Linked DNA regions of Mus musculus: region 1 is linked to region 2. The links are chromatin contacts, called in public HiCAR-type maps. All regions are on one chromosome and are shown on one strand. Each heading gives the region's core, a stretch centred on a gene start, on an enhancer-like site or on the middle of the called end of the contact. The rest is flanking DNA. Distances are from core to core; before and after follow the strand shown.

The links. HiCAR-type assays count read pairs that join an accessible place to other places.
Region 1: a contact with region 2 is called in a HiCAR-type map of embryonic stem cells, with 2.2 times the contacts expected there. The contact joins two enhancer-like sites. A contact is called at or near these places in 2 of 484 Hi-C or Micro-C datasets (CD8 T cells and embryonic stem cells), 4 of 115 datasets of contacts at active chromatin or transcription factors (bone marrow-derived macrophages, effector CD8 T cells, embryonic stem cells and 1 more) and 4 of 9 other capture datasets (adipose tissue, liver, macrophages and 1 more).

Annotation. Positions count from the first base shown.
Region 1 is chr16:57,540,226-57,547,305 of GRCm38.p6, reverse strand. All of the region lies in intron 1 of Cmss1 (cms small ribosomal subunit 1), which reads left to right. All of the region lies in intron 4 of Filip1l (filamin A interacting protein 1-like), which reads right to left. Among named protein-coding and RNA genes, the nearest start is that of Cmss1, 63 kb to the left of the region's middle. Within about 2 kb of position 3,730, at least 12 of the 459 cell types and tissues checked have an H3K27ac peak or open chromatin away from gene starts, as enhancers often do. A contact at or near this core is called in embryonic stem cells, where this site is marked.
Region 2 is chr16:57,173,888-57,180,232 of GRCm38.p6, reverse strand. It overlaps Tbc1d23 (TBC1 domain family, member 23), which reads left to right. Exons shown (of 19, transcript NM_001358433.1): 16 at 2,213-2,301. Gm16892 (a long non-coding RNA gene) reads right to left here. Exons shown (of 2, transcript XR_003951893.1): 2 at 4,045-6,345. Among named protein-coding and RNA genes, the nearest start is that of Gm16892, 9.7 kb to the right of the region's middle. Within about 2 kb of position 4,237, at least 40 of the 459 cell types and tissues checked have an H3K27ac peak or open chromatin away from gene starts, as enhancers often do. A contact at or near this core is called in embryonic stem cells, where this site is marked.

The DNA of each region.
Region 1 (7,080 bases), core at 2,481-4,980, 370 kb before region 2:
TTTCTTCAGTAACCAATAATAATCCTGGTTTTTGAGCTTTTTCCATCACGCCAGTGGCCATCCTTTGAGTTCTATGTGCATGTCATCATTTAATCTTTATTTACAACACATTTGAGATAGGATTATCCATCGTTTTCAGATGAACACCTTCAGACTGAAGTCTCTTGACTTCAAAGTTATGATGCAAGGACTTAAGCAATTTTTTTTTTGGCATAATCTTGGACTTACTCTTCAGAGGCTTGCTCAGTGATGTCTGTCATTGGCAGGGGACTACTGTGATTTACTTGAGACACTCACAACTGTGTTTTACAAACTAGGTAATAAACTAGGACAGCTAAGTAAGAGTCTGCCTCTGCACATTTACACCAGTGCTACTCTACCTGTGCATGAACTAACCTGTGCATTAACTAACCTGTGCATGAACTAACCCATGGGCATTGTGTACACTGCAGACGGCATGGAATCGTGTATGCGACGGGTTTCTAGGAGGTGGCAGGAACCGGACATGGGATTTTCTTATAGGTCAAACATTATAAGAAATGGACTTTCTCTGACACAACAGCCAGCTGTTGTATCTGCAGACTCCAACCAGCCATTTGTTGTGCTTCACTGACTCTCAAGAACTGATGAATAGCTTTTCATTTCTTTCCTTTCTATGAAATTTCTTCTTGAACTGTGGCTCTTGTTCCCTTCTCACATATAACTTATTATGAAATAGTCGAGCTAGGACTACTGCACTTCAAAATAGGCTGAGAAAATTTCACTTCCTTGCCTAGTTCTGGCTAATTAGCATATCCTTCTCCATTCTGTCATCATTGAGTTTTCCTGTAAATTAGCATGGCAACAAATTAAGGTAAGGCCCTTTTCTACAATTAGCAATCTGCATTTGTAATCTAAATAAGCAGTTGGTTTAAGGTGTTATTTGGAAAAGGAACAGAGGAGTTTTCCTGTAGAGTTAGTTACTTTCTGTATGGAAAAAGAGGTTTCTAGATAAAAGGGCTGAAGGCCAGGAAGGATTAACTAAATTTTACCATAGAAGATTACTTTTTTTTTTTTTGAGCCATTCTTACGTAGTCCAGGCTCAAACTGCTGTGTAGCTGACTCCCTGCCTAGGACTACAGACATGTATGTACAGGCTTACACAGATCTGAGGATCAAACTCCTAGCCTTCTGCCTGCCAGGCAAGCGTTTTACCACCCGAGCTACATTATCAGCCTGAAGTTCTTTCTCATATAGTTACAAATAGTTTCCCATAGTTTCATTTCCTGTGGTTCAAGCAAATGAAGGTTATTGTGATGCTCACAGCAACGCATGTCCTCGGTGAAGCTAGTCATGATAGCCCTCCCCTAGCCCTCCTGTTGTCTTTGGTTGAATTCGGATTGGCAGCAAGACTGTCCTCGGTCCTAATGTGCTGTCCTCTTGAAACCTTTGTGCGAAGCCCCTCTGCCCCCGAGCACCAAGAAACTGCCATGGATCTGAATTATGGGGCTGGTCCATCTTCTTGCTCCTACACAAAGGAACCAAGGGACTGTGTGCTGTATGAGCAGCTGTAGACTCCCTCCACCCTTCTTTCTGTTCTCCAGCTGGTACCTGCCTGGTTAGGCAATGTAGATACCCTCAAAACTACCTCTGTTCAGGGCAGCAGCCACTGTGCTCCAAGATGGCAAAAGGTAACATTGAACCTGGATACACACAGAGACTATGGTGACTGTGTGTGTGTGTGTGTGTGTGTGTGTGTGTGTGCCTGCTCACTCTTATGCACAGCCTGTGTTTTAGAGCATCCATAGTCTTTGAAGTTTCCAGAAGCCCATTATCTTTCCCTCCCTCCCTCCCACTCTCCATCTTACCCTCTCTCCTGTCTTCCCTTCTCTCTCCCTTTCTTCCCCTTCCCTTTCCCTCCCCCCTTCCTTTCCTTTTTTTTTTTTTCCTTTCTTTCTTTTCTTCTTTTCCCTCTAAGATAGGATTTCTCTTTATAGCCCTGGCTGTCCTAGAACTCCCTCTATAGACCAGGCTGGCCTCGAACTCAGATCAGCCTGTCTCTGCTTCCAGGGTGATGGGATTAAAGGTGTGTTCCAACACTGCCTGGCACCCTTTGATTATGGTTATCTGGAACAGCAACCTATACCCTTGAGAGCTGATGACCCTGAGTGCGTGCGGGGGCGGGGGAGGGGGGCGCAGCAGTGAGGCTGTGGGAGGAGAGGGCTTTGCGAGTGAGGGGTAGGCTCTTTGCTAACTAAGTAGTTCATGTTTACCTTCATTCTGGGATTAACAGGGATCTTCGTAATATGAAAAGACAAAAAAGTAATCCGGCACATAATTCTGCCAGATGAACACTTCGAGTTGTTAAAAAAATCCAGTGTTTTCATTCTGTTTGTATGTATGCGTGTGTAAGTTTATACATTTTAATTGTGTTGGTCACAAAAGCAGCTGCATCCTGCTATCCCTTACCATGACAAGGCTTCATTCTTCACTGTATGAAGTAAGTATTTTGTGTGGCACAGAGATCTGTCCCTTTCCCCCTTGTAATGCTGTGAGATAGATGCGGTATTCCTATGAGCAGGCAAGCATGCCAAGTAGGTGAGCAGAGTGGCCTGGGGAGAAGGAAGAGGCATAAACACGATGCCGCCATTGCATGGGAACAGGAAAAGCCTGCGATTTAGGGCCAACCCATTTGCTTATTTATCCTGACAAACATTTCGTTTCCTTGGCAACTAATAATAGTTTTGAGAAATTGTTGGACTCACAAGTATTACTGTAGGAGTAAAAAGCCCTCGAATCACAGAAATTAGAGACGGAAAAGACCTATTAGTCTTCTTGTCTTTTGCCAGTACAGCTGTCCTCGGTGTTTTATCTAGTCCATTCTTCTAAAGGGATCTTGTCAAACAGATTACACTCTGTGTCTTAAAGAATGTGTTTTTAAAGAAACTAGTTGACAGAGCTTTTCATGGAGATATAGAACTTGTTATCAAGGAAAGATATTTGTAGAGAAAGAATAGCCCCTTTCTTGTACACAGTTTGTACTTAACAATTAAGTTCTAAAAGAGGTTACTTTGTGTAAGAGTCAGAAAACACCAGCATCATTTGAATCTCATTAGTTTTTCTGCCATCTGCTCAACCTATTCTATGCATGAAGGATATATTTTAAAATATATTATGTTGCAGGGTGGTGGTGTTCATGGTGGTGGTGGTGGCGGCAGCGGCAGAGGCACACACCTTTAATCCCAGCACTTAAGGGGCAGAGTCAGGCAGGGAGCTCTCTGGCCCTAAATGATGCATTTTAACTTCATTCTAAATATATTAAGTATCTAAATATATTAGATTTACTCATTTTATGTGATAAAAGTTTGCCTGTATGTGTGTGTGTGTGTGCTATGTGCATGCTTGGTGCCTATGAAAGTCAGAAGAGGGCATCATCCCCCGAAGCTGGACTTAGAAATGATTGTGAAACACCACATGGATGCTGGGAATTGAACTCTGACCCTCTGCAAGATCAAGTACTGATAAGGGATGCCTCCAGCCCCAAGTCAGCATATTTAGAAACAAAATTCAATGATTCTATATAGTATTGATGTCTGGGAAGCAGCGCTGTACTTTTGAAATCTCAGCACTAGAGAGGTAGTAGGAGAGACATGGAGAGGCCCAGGCCAGTTTGGGTTCAGTAGGAGCACCCTAGTGCAAAACAAGTCGGAGCAAGCAAAGGATGCAGCAGGTGAGCAGCCATGCTGTCTGTCTGGAGGCTGTCTGCCTACTGATAAGCAGGAACATTCCAGGGAGCTGTCTGTGCTGTCTTTGCAAGTCTCTGTACTTCCTGTTTATCTTCATGGTAGCATCAATGGCTTCCGCCTTAGTGGGACATTTGCAGTTAGGAAAGGATCACTCAGGAACTCTCTGTCCTCTCCTGACAAGGGTTCCAGGACCTTTATTTCTTAGTCAAGAGTTCTCTAGTGGTTTGAATAAGAATGATCTGAGTAGGCGCATATATTTGAATGCTTAGTCATCAGGGAGTGGCACTATTTGAAAAGGATTAGGAGGAGTGGCCTTATTGGAGGAAGTATCTTACTGAGAGTGGGCTTAAAGGTTTTAAAACCCCCACATCCCCTGCTCCTTTATAGATGGTTTCTTCTTTACACTTCTTTTGTCTTCTGTCAATGTAGGTACCTACATAATTTTCCTTTGGTTGGTAGTTGCTCAGTTTATCCCATTTTCTGACTCTTTACTACATTATGTCCTAGCAAATCTCATTTAGACTACTTTTTTTATTTGTGTGTGTGCCTGTATGTATGCCTTTGTGCAAATGCACATACTCATTTGTACATTTGCCAAATGTATGTGGGTGCCCTAGGAGCCCGAAAAGGGTACCAGATCTGGAGCTGGAGTTATAGGCAGTTATGAACTGCTTGTGGATGCTGGGAACTAAACTCAGCCCTCTGCAAGAACAGCCAGAGCTGTTTGTTTGTTTAGCTCTTTTTTGAGACAAGGAGGTCTCATTGTATTTCCCTGGGTGGCCCGGAACTTAGACCAAGTAGGCCTTCGACTTACAGATACCTGCCTACCTTGTGTGCCACCAAGATGCCTGGTGGGCTAGCCCTGTAAAGAACAGAGCTGTTTCTTCAGCCCCTGCCTTCTCTCTTCTTAATATTTATTCTGCTTTGTGTCTTATTTCTTGGCTTCTTCCGATCTTCATGTTTATTGATTTTTCCTCCTTATCTGTTTTGGAAGTTACACATCTGTATCCCTGTTCTGTTGGAGATTATTTACCCTGTAAAAACTCTTCTTCACATCTTAAATCCTAGTGTCTCAGGTCCCCAGTGTTTTAATCCTCTTCCAAATTTTGTAGCAATGATGACACAGTCCCAGTTTGGTCACATACTCTAGTTCTTAGTCCCACAGGGCGGTTTATTGGACAGTGGCATAGATGCTCCAGTGTATTTATAGTCGCTTGTCTATCATCCAGCTTTTCATCTGGGATCAATTTCTGTCAACACAAATGCATTCTTCTGAAGTCTTTAAAGGTGGAAGTCTGTTCTTTATGCACTCTTTTTTATTTACTTGATCTTCTCTTACCTCTGGGGTTAAGGCTTCTCTGTGTGTAGGCTTTTTGCATGACACTGGTTTTCTCTTAGCTCATGGAGAATATCGGCCACTCTGGCTTGCCATGTTATCTGTTGAACAGTCATCGATCTACTTGTCATTCCTTTACTTTGTTGTTGTTGCTTTTATGATCTATCCTGTATTTTTATTTTTCTAGTTTGTGTGGTGGGCTATAGCACCCATTCATTTCGCTTGTCCTAGTTTTCATTGAAATTTCACTGAATCTATAGATTGGTATCTTTAGTTCCAGAAAATCCTCAGCCAGTATTAACTTTTCAAACATGGCTTCTGAACGAACCATGCTTACTCCTTTCCGCTTAGGACTTACTTAGACTAGGCACATGTTAAGCTTTCTTTTTCCCTCTTCACACGCCGTTACTGCTCTTTCTGCTTTTGTGTCTGCTCGGCTTTTCAGGCTGCACTGTTTGGCTCTTCACAGGAGATTGCGCATGCTCTGCGTGGTACGTCTGTGGACTGCAAGCATTTCAGATTTGTCCTGTTTGCTAAGCCCATTGCTTTATTGACAGTTAATGTACTTAATTCCCAAAGGTTTCTCTTTTTCACCCCTAGTATAGCAACTTTTGGAAGGCTCTTGTCTAGGCATGTGCTATCAACCCGCTTGCTGAATCGTGCGTGGTTCATGTGTTACTTGCTGGTTTGTCTCTGAGGACTTTGTAGATCTCCTTCTATTTCCTTGGGTTTCAATCATTGTACCATTTTCAGGTGTATGTTTCTGATTTTTACATGAGCTTCTATTTGGAGAACTTTACATTTATGGCTTATTTGAACTTTGTGTTGCAAGAATTGTTTCCTAGTGAAGAGTTCCACTTGTTTGTACCAGGAGATAATTTCAGTCCCAAAGCTCTGTAAAGACTTCAACACATGCTATTGTTGTTTGGTTCATTTTTGTTTTGTCTATTTACTGGTTTTAATTTTGCACCACCCAAATAAATATGAATCTGGCTGCAGAACGATGTGGGTGACATCGTTCATACCTGCGTCACTGAGGTCAATACTTACCCCTCCAAGTTCCAGGTTGCAAGGAAAGCCGTTTTCCTTGCAGTTTACTGCAGGTGGTTTGGCTTCTAAATTAACATGATCTGGACAGTTGAGCTCTTTGCAACCCCAGCCTCACGTTGGATTAGGGGGACTGTGGGATTTATCAAACTTGGCCTGTGTCACTGTCACACCATGAAGTCAAAATTTAAGTTCCTATAGTTTAAAAACTACTCTTAAAGAAAAAGCCACATTTGGTGTTTTATTTGCCTTGCTAGGGTTGTCCTGTCACTCTTTGGTCACCCTTAGTAGTTTGCCATCACATTAATATATTTTAAATATTTTAAGGTGTGTGTTTGGGTATAGCTAGTCTATCTCCCAGTCAGCAATGGATATTAGATTCATATAATCCAATACTGAAAATGCGGTCTGAAAACTATGTAAGAAACATCCAAAAGGTTAGCATGCATGGGCCTTTTATATGGCCGTAAGGAAGTGCACATTAGGCTGCAGTCTCCTGGGTTTGCGCCTCAGTGTTTTCATTCACTATTCAGATTAGTAATAGACAATCAGTGGGCTTTTTTTTTTCTCGCTGCCAAATCATATAGCTATTGAACAGAACAACTTCTGTGGTTTAGTCTTTAACATAGGAAGATGAGTTATGAGAGGCCAGGAAGTTTCTCCTGGACTTTGCAGTGAACCATCATGGGTAGGTGGTTAGGACTTGTTCTGACTACTTCTGGGGAAACTTCTCACATAACTGATGCTTCTTGGAGGAAGACAGTTTGAGTTGGGCAGCTTTCACAGAGCCCTAGATTACTAGACAAGTGTCTGATTTTGTTTAAAGTAGTATTTAATGCAAGATGGCTTCCTATCTCTGGAGAGTTCTAGGCTTTGGCTACTTGAACCTATTTCCCTCTACTGACTACTATCCTGAAAATGGTTCACCAGATTCTTCAAGTGGTGCAGAGCGTAAATGTCCAAACAAATGGC
Region 2 (6,345 bases), core at 2,988-5,487:
TATAAGCTTCTGTGAGTCATCCTTTTTTAGGAATGTTGAGTTCACGTCTGGGAAGTTTAGTTATGTTTTTCTCTCAAGTTCTTAACTTTCTCTTTAGTTTTCTGTGGTCCACATATAGGTCTATTGTTTTGAAAGTGTAATTGAAGTAGCACTTTTGAAAGAATCAAGTTATTTCTGAGTGTGGCAAGTTAAAACTTGTCCAAACTATTTCTGTAGCTGTTTGTGCAAATATCAATATACAGCCTTTTAAAAATAGTCCAAACTAACAAGTGTAAAAAAAAAAAAAAAGGAAAAAAGCAATTTGAGTAAGAGATATTGAGGAAATGTCACCGCGTTCATTTGAACTGTCACTGCAGGGTGGGGGGGAAACCTTAGGGAGACGCTTGCCTTGCCAGCATGAGGACCCTAATTCAATCCCAGAAACGTACATTACACAAAAGAAAACAAAAACCAAAGTTGGGCAGGGGCTGGAGGGATGGGTCAGAGGCTAAGAGCATTGGCTGCTCTTCTAGAGGTCCTGAGTTCAATTCCCAGCACCCACATGGTGGCTTATAACCATCAATAATGACACCTAGTGCCCTCTTCTGGCCTTCAGGCATACAATGCAGTCAGAATGCTGTATACATAATGAATAAATAAATCTTAAAAAAAAAAAAAGAATGATTATGGTCCCAGCCCTAGGGAAGCAAAGACAGGTGGATCCCTGGGACTCTCTGTATGGCCGGCCTAGCTACTTGGTAATCCCCAGTCTTGTGAGAGACCTTTATATCATAAAGCAAGGTGGTTGGTACTTGAGAAGAATAGCCAAGATTGTCCCCTGGCCTCTGCACGCATGCACATGTAGGTGAATATGGTATGCACATGTGCATATTCACAAAATACACGCATACACAGACAGAGAGACAGAGACATAGAGAACATACCCCAATGTTTGAAGGCCTTCCATTAAGCCTTGCCTCTTGAACTTTCTCCCACATTCCAAACAGCACTACACCAGGAATAAACTTCACTGTAGGCTTCTTTGGGGACATTTCAGATCTAAACTCTGACACTTCCTAATGATCACGGTTTGGTAGCTTACAGGATGATTTTGCATTACAAATGTTTTATTCAACAAAATTCTAAGTACAGGTTAACCTAACTTATAATTCTAAGAGGGTCTGTCATACTAAACTCATTTAGTGTTTGCCTGCTTGCTTGCTTTAAGGAGGCTTGATTTAAAGGTAAACATTTAAGTCTACTTAAATGAAGAATTTAAAAAATTTTATGAATTTTTTTAAATGTAGGAGTGCTCTGCATGCACACCTGCATGCCAGAAGAGGGCATCAGATCCCTCTGCAGATGGTTGTGAGCCACCATGTGGTTGCTGGGAATTGAACTCAGGACCTCTGGAAGAGCAGCCAGTGCTCTTAACCACTGAACCACCTCTCCAACCCACATCATCTTGAAATCATCTTGATTTTTCTTTCAAGATGAAGAGTCTTGAGAAAATGGAAGAATCTGAATGGTTTTGTGTTAGGTGAAGAAAGAACAAGTCTCGCCTTCTTTGTAGTGGGTAGTTATCCTACAAAGGAAACAGTTTTCCCCCCAGAACTATGCAATATTTTACTGAAACATTTTAATTTATGTAAAAGAAGTATAATCTTGGCATGGATTAAAACAGAAGCAGCAGGAATAAAAGTGGAGGAGAAGCTCTGAGGAACTTGCAGCTACCAGAGGAGCTGTGGGCCCTCCTGTTCTTGCGATGTTTGTTCTGTTGTAGTAAGCTCGTATTGCATGTTCGCTACGTGGTGTTCTGAGGCTCTGTAAAGGGGAGAGGATAGCTGCGTTTTCACAGTTATCCTGAAGGGCGAAGTCTCTTGTAATTACTATGTTTCCGATGAGGAAACTGCAGAGGGGTAAGTTCCCCAGGCCCAGAAGCGCCTAACCTTCTAACCTAAATGGGAGCATTGAACTGCTTTACCTTGGCTGGATAGAGTGGCCCATGGCTGGATAGAATAGAATGGCACATGGCTGGATAGAATGGCCCATGGCTCTTAGCTTACATCATTTATCTTCTTGCAGTTTTCTCAGTATAGTTGTCCTAAAGCTGTGGGTGCTCTGTGAAGGGCGAAGAACATTTACATTGTGTTCGAACATTCAGACGAGGCTGAGTTAAAAATCTCTGGTTACTTCTTAGTGGTGTCTCCTTCCTACACTTGTTTTGATGCAGGCACGTGAGCAGCAGCGACAGAGTGGGCAAGCCTTACCGTGGAGTGAAGCCTGTGTTCAGCATCGGCGATGAAGAGGAATATGACACAGGTTGAGTAGTAATACACGTACCCACACTCTCTGTTCTGCCCTGAGGGCTCGTCGTCCTGGGACTTGCAAACCAAGGCTTATCAGGAGGACTTCCCTAGCAGGAAGTGTCTATGGCAGCGGTTCTCACGCTTCCTAATGCTTTGACAGTTAGGTGCTCATGTACTAATCCCCAACCATAAAAATTATTCTTGCTACTTCATAACTGTAATTTTGCTAGTTATGAATTGTAATGTAAATATCTGTGTTTTCCAGTGGTTTCAAGGAACTCTGTGAAAGAAAGAGTCCTTTGACTATCAGAAGGCCTTTTAGTAATGCTTTCGCTTTAGAATTCTTGAATGGTGCTCACTAGAAAGCTACGCAGACATTTTGCATAGGCCTCAACTACCTGTCATCAGCTGAGGAGCAAGCTGTTGGTGGAAGCTGTATTTAAGCCTTTGAACACTCACCTGCTGCCTGAGAGTTGTGGGTCTGAAGGAAGGTGCCAAGGCCCTAAAAGGCCACTAGATGGCACTCTAGTACCTAGGAGATTTAGTTTATCTAGGATTGTCATGTTAAAAAAAATCAAAGTCAATGTATAATTTTTACTTATAATTCCACAGCCTAAATAATGTAAGTAACCATAGTTTATATGTATATTGAGTTAGAAAAAGTTATGTTGGTAAAAATAGTTAAAAATATAGTAAAAAAAAAAAAGTTAGTAAAAATATGAGAAGACTGTAACTGTAAATGTCATTGTCCTTTCCACTCAGCAATATCCCATATATCTGATTATTCTCTTTTTTAAAAAGTGATGTATTTATTTTTATTTCATGTGCATTGGCGTTCTGCCTCAATGTCTGTCTGTGCAAAGGCATCAGATCCCCTGGGACAGGAGTTACAGGCCACGTGGGTGCTGGGAACTGAACCCAGGGCCTCTGGAAGAGCAGCCAGTACTCTTAACTACCTAGCCATCTCTCCAGCCCAGTTTATTCTCTTTCTGTTGTGGATAATCACCTATTTGCCTAGTCGTAGGAGTCAACTTTGGTAGTCTTGTGATTTTTTTGTCTGTTTAGAGTGGCTCCATTTTTGTACATATATCAGGATGGACTTTGAAAGTATATCCAGAGAGTTAGCTCTTAGCAGTAAGATTGCTCAAGAGAAGCATATTTGATGCTTCAGTCATATTACAAATGTGACTGCTAGAAAATTTGCAGTGAAGTAAATATGGTATTTCTAGCTGTTCTTTTTCCTTTTTCATCTCTGTCACCATCTTCCTGTTGCTATGTATCTCTTTGTCCTTCTGATTATTTTAACGTCCTTCATGAGCAAGAGGGAGAGGATGGTGGATTGTGAATGAGTCCACTGTGGTCTGTTAACACTTCGCTGCAAACACGCCTACGTATAGTATGGAAAGTAGGCGGTAGCAAAAGGAGGAAGCTAGAATTGTGTGTGTCAGCGTGCATGCAGAGTGTGGGGAGATGGAGGCAGCCACAGAAGTCTGTAGTGTACTCGTGATGCCTCCCTCCCTCAGGTGGATGCCAAGTGCTCCTGCCTTCTGAAGATGAGCTCACTGATCTCCCAGCACTTCCCAGGCAGAGGCAGGGGATCCCTGTGTTCAAGGCCAGGCTGATCCACAGAGTGAATTCCAGGACACCTAAGCTACTCAGAGAAACCTTGTATCACCAAAGAAACAAAACCACTTAACTCTGGTGACTGTCAAACTTAGGTTTTCAATTCTGGGATAAAACACTCTGACAAAACAACTTGGGGAAGAATGGGTTTATTTTATCCTACAGTTCTCAGGTCATTTCATCTCCGAGGGCAGAAACTCAGAGCCAGAAGCTGGAGGCAGGAACTGAAGCAGAAGCCATGGAGGGGTGCTATTTACTGCCTTGCTCTTTATGGCTTGCTCAGCCTGCTTTCTTATAGCACTGAGAACTACCAGCCCAGGGGAGGCACCAGCTACAAGAATCATCAGTCATCAGTGATTAAACTCACCACAGGCTTGCTCAGGCCAGCCTCACGGGGCATTTTCTCAACTGAAGTTTCTCTTTCAGAATTAGTTGTCATAAAACTAGTTAGCAGAGTGGCCTAGGCTGGTAATCCCAGCATCCAGGATGCAGAGACAAGTGGATCCCTGGAGTTAATCTACAGCCAGCCAGCCTAGTCTGCCTAGTGAGCTCCAGGGCAGTGACAAACACTGCCTCAAAAGGAAAAGTGGTGGGGTAGAGGGGGCGGGGAAGGGCTGGGGTGGGGGTGGGGAGGCCAGATGGCTCAGCAGGTCAGTTTGCTTGCTGCCCAGCATGCTCACTTGAGTTCAGGACACACATAGAGGTTATCCTCTGGTCTCCACAGGCACATGCGCACACAAGTGCACACATATGTACACACACATGTACATGTGCACACGTGCACTCACAGGACCATACACACAGAAACAAAGGGAGGAACATTTGTAATTATTAACCTGAGGCATTACAATTCCATTTTCTTAATTTAGGAAAACAAAATTAGAATGTTTATTTTAATTGAAGAACATTTTCCTGATGTAATGCAGGACGTAGTGTTCTTTTCTTTTCTTTTTTTCTCTTTTTTTCTTTTATTGAATATTTTCTTCATTTACATTTCAAATGTTATCCCCTTTCCCAGTTTCCCCTTTGGAAACTCCCATCCCATCCCTCTTCCCCCTGCATGGGGTGCTCCCCCACTCACCTACCCTAAAATAAATAAATAAATATATATATATTTTCTACCTAAAATATATATTTATTTATTTCATAAATTCATTGTTTTTAACAGCTGAGTAGTACTCCATTGTGTAAATGTACCACATTTTCTGTATCCATTCCTCTGTTGAGGGACATCTGGGTTCTTTCCAGCCTCTGGAAATTATGAATAAGGCTGCTATGAACATAGGGGAGCATGAGTCCTTATTACATGTTGGAACATCTTCTGGGTATATGTCCAGAAGAGGTATTGCTGGATCCTCCGGTAGTACTATGTCCAATTTTCTGTGGAACCGCCAGACTGATTTCCAGAGTGGTTGTACAAGCCTGCAATCCCACCAACAATGGAGGAGTGTTCCTCTTTCTCCACATCCTTGCCAGCATCTGCTGTCACCTGAGTTTTTGATCTTAGCCATTCTGACTGGTGTGAGGTGGAATCTCAGGGTTGTTTTGATTTGCATTTCTCTGATGACTAAGTGTTGTGGAGAGCCTTGGGCCTAATTATATTTGATGTTAATTCCATCCCTGTGAGGGGCTCCAAACAAGAAATGAGTCAGCACTCAGGTGACTTCCTGTAAACCTGCTTTCCACCTTAATTTGTAAAATAAAGGAGATTGGGCAGATAAAGGGATGGTGGAGTGGAGGTGGGGAGTGAGAAGGAGAAAATGGAAGAGGGAGAGGATGCTGAAGAGGAGGAAGAAGAAAAGCAGAGCAGAAGTACATGGCCTGAAGAAACTGCAAGTTATAAGGAGATGGAGAAGATGGTAGTGTGGCGGTAGATTTGCCCAATCTAAGCGCACAGCATGTATTTATATTAATTGAGTTGTGTTTTCATTGCTGGGGCATATTTGGGTTGGAGATTTACCAAAACATCAAAGGATGTTGAACATTTCTTTAGGTGCTTCTTGGCCATTAGACTTTCCTCGGTTGAGAATTCTTTGTTTAGCTCTGTGTCCCATTTCTTTTAATAGGGTTATTTGATTCTCTGGAGTCTAACTTCTTGAGTTCTTTGTATATATTGGATATTAGCCCTCTATCGGATGTAGGATTGGTAAAGATCTTTTCCCGATCTGTTAGTTGCCATTTTGTCCTATTGACAGTGCCCTTTGCCTTACAGCTGCTTTGCAGTTTTCTGAGTCCCATTTGTCGATTGTTGTTCTTAGAGCATAAGCTATTGGTGTTCCCTTCAGGAAGTTTCCCCTGTGCTGTTTATTAAGTCAGAAACTGGCAAAGGGGAACACTGCCTTCCCTGCCTCGAGAAAGGTGCTTCTCACTGACATGCCAGGCCACAGTTGTGACATCTTTTCTCAAAAGTGCAACATGTACTCCCAGGAGTTTG